2 separate regions of the Pan troglodytes genome follow, and region 1 is linked to region 2. A link is a contact called in public Hi-C data. All regions are on one chromosome and are shown on one strand. The core of a region is the stretch at or near the end of the contact, and the rest is flanking DNA. Distances in the headings are between cores, read along the strand shown. Region 1 has its middle 130 kb from the start of GPBP1. Region 2 has its middle 16 kb from the start of ACTBL2.

Region 1 (2,806 bases), core at 229-2,728, 200 kb before region 2:
CCATAAAATTGTTCTTGAATTCCCTTTGTTCTCCAAATGTGAAGAGATACATGGATTTTCACCTTTCCTGGCTTCCTCCAGGGAGTCCTCCCAGGTGAGCAGGAGATGGAGAAGGTAGCTTCGGACAGCAAAGATTAATGAGAGTCTTCAGAGAGCTTGTTTCTGTCCCCTGGAACTTACCTGATAAGCAAGAAAAAGTTAGAAATTTACTACATATTGAGTATGCCTAGTCTCAAAATCTGAAATCCAAAAGGCCCAAAATCTAAAACTTTTTGAATGATGGCCAGCATAAAATAAATGCTCCTTGGGGCATTTCAGATTTTCCTACTGGGGATGCTTAGCTAGTGTAATGTAAGAATTCCAAAACCCAAAACGTTTTGAAATGCCAAATACTTCTGGTCCCAAGCAGTCCCAAGAATTTCGACTAAAGGATGCTCAACCTGTATTTGGTGTTTTATTTATAGTTCCAGCATGAGAGAAAGGCATCTCTGAGTTTCAGAAAAGATTTTGGTTGAGCATATGAAAATATTGGCTGAAGAAAGAAAAGGCCTTTAGAATTTACAGAAACATGAAGTGGAAATGGCTCTTCCTCTGACTTAGGCAGTGAATGTAGAACACACCTGGAGAGCTTAATGGGATCTTTCACAGAAATGAAACTCCTCAACAAATGTTTGTCAGCTTAGGTGAGGTTCTTGGCTAAGGCACCAGTAGTGGACTTTGATATTCTTTTACAAGTGTATCACTCACCAGCAGAGGGGGCCAAAGAGCTTTCCAAGGTTTGGAAACTCCCTGGCGTCAGAGAAAGCATCAGTATCACCTTTGCCTAATAGTGCAGCATATAAAAAAATGTTTAAATTTGGTGTCCAAGAAGAAATGCCATAGCAGTCATTTTCTTAAATAAGTAATTTTAAATAGAATGACATATGCACATTGTTAAAATGCAAATACAAAGAATACAAGAAGGCTTTTTGTATATAAAAACATAAAATGTTTTAAAAGACAGCGCTGGGGCTAAGACTCAGAACTATGTATTTTAGACACTGCTCCCCCAGTAACCAGTTTGGAAACCTCCGGGATAGCTAATGGCTTCCCTCAGGTAGAGAGTTGCCCTCTCCTTAAAAAGTCCCTGCTGGAGGGACAGAAAGGGTGACTTTTGTGGTTCTGGCTTTGTCCTATGGCCCTTTGGATTCCTTCCCACCTTACTGATCATGGTAGTGGAGTGGGTGGTGGTTGGAGGAGAGGCAAAAAGAGCATGTTTCTGTTCTAAACAACTGTCATACAGGGGCTCTGTGTTGATAAAAACACCCATGCTTTTAATTTCACATAATTTGTGGTTTAATTTGGCTATTGCAGTGACAGTCAAGAGATGATTCTCTTTGGAGAGGCTGAGAAGAAAAGGAAAGAGACTCTAATCAGGGTGTGTTAAACTTTTTAAATAAAAAACGAACACTAGGGGGCAGCAAACCACTGTTCGGAGGAGCGTCTGCACAAAATTTAGTAAGGCCGAAAGATTGTTTTCCTGAACACCTGATGTGTTTGTTAAACATCCTCTAAAAAGGCATGTCTGCTGTCAGGCTGCTTTTACCTGAATGGTAGTTTCAATCTTTACGCTGTCTTTACGTTTCAGTTTCCTCCACACGTTCCGATACCTGCCATCTTCTCATGGAGCACATTCACATACCACAATCAGTGTTTCCGCACTCTGGGCTTCTTAAAGGGAGCCCTCCTAGTGCCTCCCACAAAGACCGCTAACATTAATCTCCAAAACCACGCACCTCGTCGGGGAACAGGCGGCTTGAACAGCTCACTTCCTGTATCTTGAGGGATGAGGAGCTGGAGGTCTCCACCCGCTGGGTCTCTGTATTAGTCTGTTTTCACACTGCTTATAAAGACATATCCGAGAGTGGGTAATTTATAAAGAAAAAGAGGTTTAATGGACTCACAGTTCCACGTGGCTGGGGAGGCCTCACAATCATGGCGGAAGGTGAAAGGCACACAAGAGAGAAAAGAGAATCAAGCAAAAGGGATTTCCTCTTATAAAACCAACATATCTCCCGAGACTTAGTCACTACCGCGAGAACAGCATGGGGGAAACTGCCCCCATGATCCAATTATCTCCCACTGGGTCCCTCCCACAACATGTGGGAATTATGGAAGCTATAATTCAAGATGAGATTTGGGTGGTGACACTGCCAAACCGTATCAGTCTCTAAGTTAATAAAGATTCTGCCAAGACCTCCTCCTGCCCTCCAGGTGATAGGAGAACTCTAGGGGTCCTATTCAAGTAAGCGTGTTCACAGGGGTGACCTTGCACTGTCCTGAGGGACGTTCCATATAAGCAAAGGCTAAATTTTGTTTGGCTAGATATTTTATTCTAAATCACCTTAGCCTATTTCCTCTGCTGACTCTGGGAATTAGCACCCGGGAGATATATATATCAGCTAGGACTCATATGGGACTTGGTACCACGTGATGCTTTCTGGTAAGTGCTGCTGAGGTGCCATCAGAGCCCAGAGTATTGGGTTATGGTGTCATTTAGCCATGAGCTGTGTGGCCTTGAACAGACCATGTAAACTCTGTTTCCTCATTTGTAAAATGAAGAAGTGAGCCTGGAAGTGAGCCCAGAAGTGCATCTCTGGATCTGATTTGAAGCAAGTAGATCACCATGCTCCATATTCTTTTACGGGATCACATTTGTAACTGCCTGTGATGGTTAATATTGAGTGTCAACTTGACTGGATTAAAGGATGCAAAGTATTGTTCCTGGCTGTGTCTATGCCAAAGGAGATGAACATTTGAGTCAGTG
Region 2 (2,958 bases), core at 359-2,858:
TTTTATAGGTCCTTTCCTTCTATAAGGTAAAATAATTTAATGAATTGGACTAGATACAATATTCTGAAATTGGGTGGAGGGTAGTGCCAATTTTAAATTATCCTGTCTACTTATCAAATCATGTTTGCTTTTATTGGGTGGGTGCTCAGAATATGTGATCCTTGAAGAAATAAACATCCATGTCTATGGAGACATGACATCACCTTTGGGAAAATGACTTTGTGACAATTTATCTTACTGTATTTGACAATAACAGTGACATGTTATATATGCAGAGTGCTGCTTATGAACTTTTAAGAGCTTTCTCTTGCTGTATCTCACTCAATTCTGACAATAACTCCATGAAGTAGGTAAATAGACAATTTTTTGTATCCCCAAAACATTAATATTTAATATAATGTAAATGTTACTAACAGTGTCTATTTTAAATAACACCTTGCATTTCTTCAAGATAGTGCTTTCTCAGGTAATATTGCATGAGATTCTTTGTTTAGGAGGATTGGGCTATAGGAAATTCATAGAAATGCTGGAATGCTAATGGAAATTTCATGCCTTGCCTATTTCTCTCCATCCACCCATCCATCCGTCCATCCATCCATCCATCCATCCATCCTCCATCCATTGACTTGTAGTCTGATGGCTATAAAAGAGGTCACATGGATTATCAGATAATTCTTTTTGGCCAATTGTGGAATCATGTCTTAGTAATAACATGGGTTTCTCTTCTCTTGCTCTGATGGTAGTTCCCTCAACCTTTTCCCTTGGAATAAAATAAGGTCTGGATAGTAGTATTTGCAGGACCCCAGCAAGGGTAGAGGTGGGAAGTGGGAAAGGATGCTCCATTAAAATAGTGAGGAGGAAGAGCCATCTGATTTTATGCAGCTGCAAACTGAATGATGAACTGGACTGGGATCTGCAGGACTTGATGGGCCAGTCAGAATAAAATGTCCTAGTCTTTTTAAACAACAGTTTCTTTGCCTAAAACACAGAAATAGAATTCACACCTATTTCAAAGGCATGTTGTGAAGCTCAAAATAAGTTTTTGCATCATTTTGAGATGTTTTGGAACCCTTGTGTTAAAGGAATTGGAAGCTTTCTACCTCTGGTGCATGAAAAATAACCAAAGTTCAGCCCATGCAGCCATGAAGAAGCTTGAGAAAGACCACCGCTAAGAATGGAAAGGGGGCCTATAACTCTGGTACACTATACTCCTGCAGCCCAAGAGCCAGCTTCTCCAAAAACTACAGGACGGAAGTGCAAAATCCCTCTCTATGCTCTTCTCAAAGCTCTTAGAGAAGTCCTTTTGGCTCTGTTATCCTCATGGGTTCTCTGTGTGTGTGCATGTAGGAATAACAGCATGTTTGGCTGGTGGAACACCTCTGTCTTCTGAACCCTGGTTCTTCTTGATTTTCCTTTAATTAGAGTTGATTTAATTATTAAAGTTTCCTATTTTTTTTTAAGAAGGCAAGGAGTTCTCTTGATTTATAATTTCCCTAGAGCTTATTGTTGTCTTGCTATGACCCAAAGAAAAGGGTGTGTGGAAAGAGAGGTCCTATCAGAGAGTTCTGAGGCCACTGATTGACCCTCCTCTTTCTACCCTAACTAAATATGAAAATAAAAGCAGCCAGCAAACATCTGTTATCTTTATCAGAAACCTGGACTTTCAGTTTCATACCACACACGTGAAATGGAGAAAACAAATTAACTGAAGGCACTGTAGATTCTGAGTCACATAGATGTATTTTTAATTTTAAACAATTGCTTGTCACAAAACTCAAAGTATTTTTTTTTCTTTTCAGTGTAGGAACGTGGGAAATGAGTGCGTAGTGTGCCTGCAGGGCTTGGACCTTGTGCCCTTGGAGCTAGGAACACGGTGCTTTTGGGATTCTCTTTCTATCCTCTAGATGGCAGCAACATTCTTTAGTGCCTAACTGGTTAAAAAAAAAAAAAAAAAAACCTATGGAAAAGCTGCAAGTCCTGCCTGTTTAGTCTTGGCTTTCAAATTTACATAGTACCTTTACTGTGCTATTTATGTGACTGCTTGGCTTAGTGAGTCTACTATTTATTAATGAGAATACATGGCTTTCTCTGTTGTATGGAAAAATAATGGTTTTGTATATCTAGGTCTGTTGGTATCTCTAGACCAGGGTTTCTCGCATTGACATGATTGACATTTTGGGCTGCATAATTCTTTGTGGTAGGGAGCTGTGCATTGAAAGATGTTTAGCAGCATCCTTGGCTTTTACCCACCCACTAGATTCCAGTGGTACTTCTCCCCTCCCCACCTCAGTCATGACAACCAAAAATGTCTCCAGATATTGCCAAATATTTCCCGGGGGGGCAAAATCAGCCCTGGCTGAGAACCACTGAATTAGGTTGTTTTACTTATCTCCAAAGATTAGCCCCTGTATTACTATCATTTAATTTTGTAGGGATGGTTAAATTAAAGCATATCTACTTATATTTTTTCTTTTCTTTTTCTTTTTTTTTGAGATGGAGTCCTGTTCTGTCACTCAGGCTGGAGTGTAGTGGTGCAATCTTGGCTCACTATAACCTCTGCCTCCTGGGTTTAAGCAATTTTCCTGCCTCAGCCTCCCAAGCAGCTGGGATTACAGGTGCCTGCCACCATGCCCGGCTAATTTTTGTATTTTTAGTAGAGACGGGGTTTCACCATGTTCACCAGGCTGATCTCGAACTCCTGACCTCAAGTGATCTGCCCACCTCGGCCTCTCTACTTATAATTTAAATATATTCTACTTTTTATTTGTTTGCTTGGGGGATACTTTTTCTGGAGGAGAAAGAAATGAAGCTGAAAAGACAAAGATACATGTAAAGACATTGCACATCTTACCTCCAAATGAGAAGATTGAGGTTTTCAAATTATAGCTTCCTATTAATAATAGCCACACATATATACTTTTGTTACTTTTTATTCCTTTTGATTTTAACTAGCCTGGC

What was found. A called contact is a pair of places that touch in the nucleus more often than the background predicts.
Region 1: a Hi-C map of stem cell-derived neural progenitor cells shows a contact between it and region 2, with 8 times the contacts expected there. The contact joins two enhancer-like sites. A contact is called at or near these places in 4 of 7 Hi-C or Micro-C datasets (blood, induced pluripotent stem cells and stem cell-derived neural progenitor cells) and 1 of 1 other capture datasets (stem cell-derived neural stem cells).

What each region holds. Positions count from the first base shown.
Region 1 is chr4:57,329,578-57,332,383 of NHGRI_mPanTro3-v2.0_pri, reverse strand. No RefSeq gene overlaps it. Among named protein-coding and RNA genes, the nearest start is that of GPBP1, 130 kb to the left of the region's middle. Within about 2 kb of position 1,478, at least 4 of the 24 cell types and tissues checked have an H3K27ac peak or open chromatin away from gene starts, as enhancers often do.
Region 2 is chr4:57,133,336-57,136,293 of NHGRI_mPanTro3-v2.0_pri, reverse strand. No RefSeq gene overlaps it. Among named protein-coding and RNA genes, the nearest start is that of ACTBL2, 16 kb to the left of the region's middle. Within about 2 kb of position 1,608, at least 4 of the 24 cell types and tissues checked have an H3K27ac peak or open chromatin away from gene starts, as enhancers often do.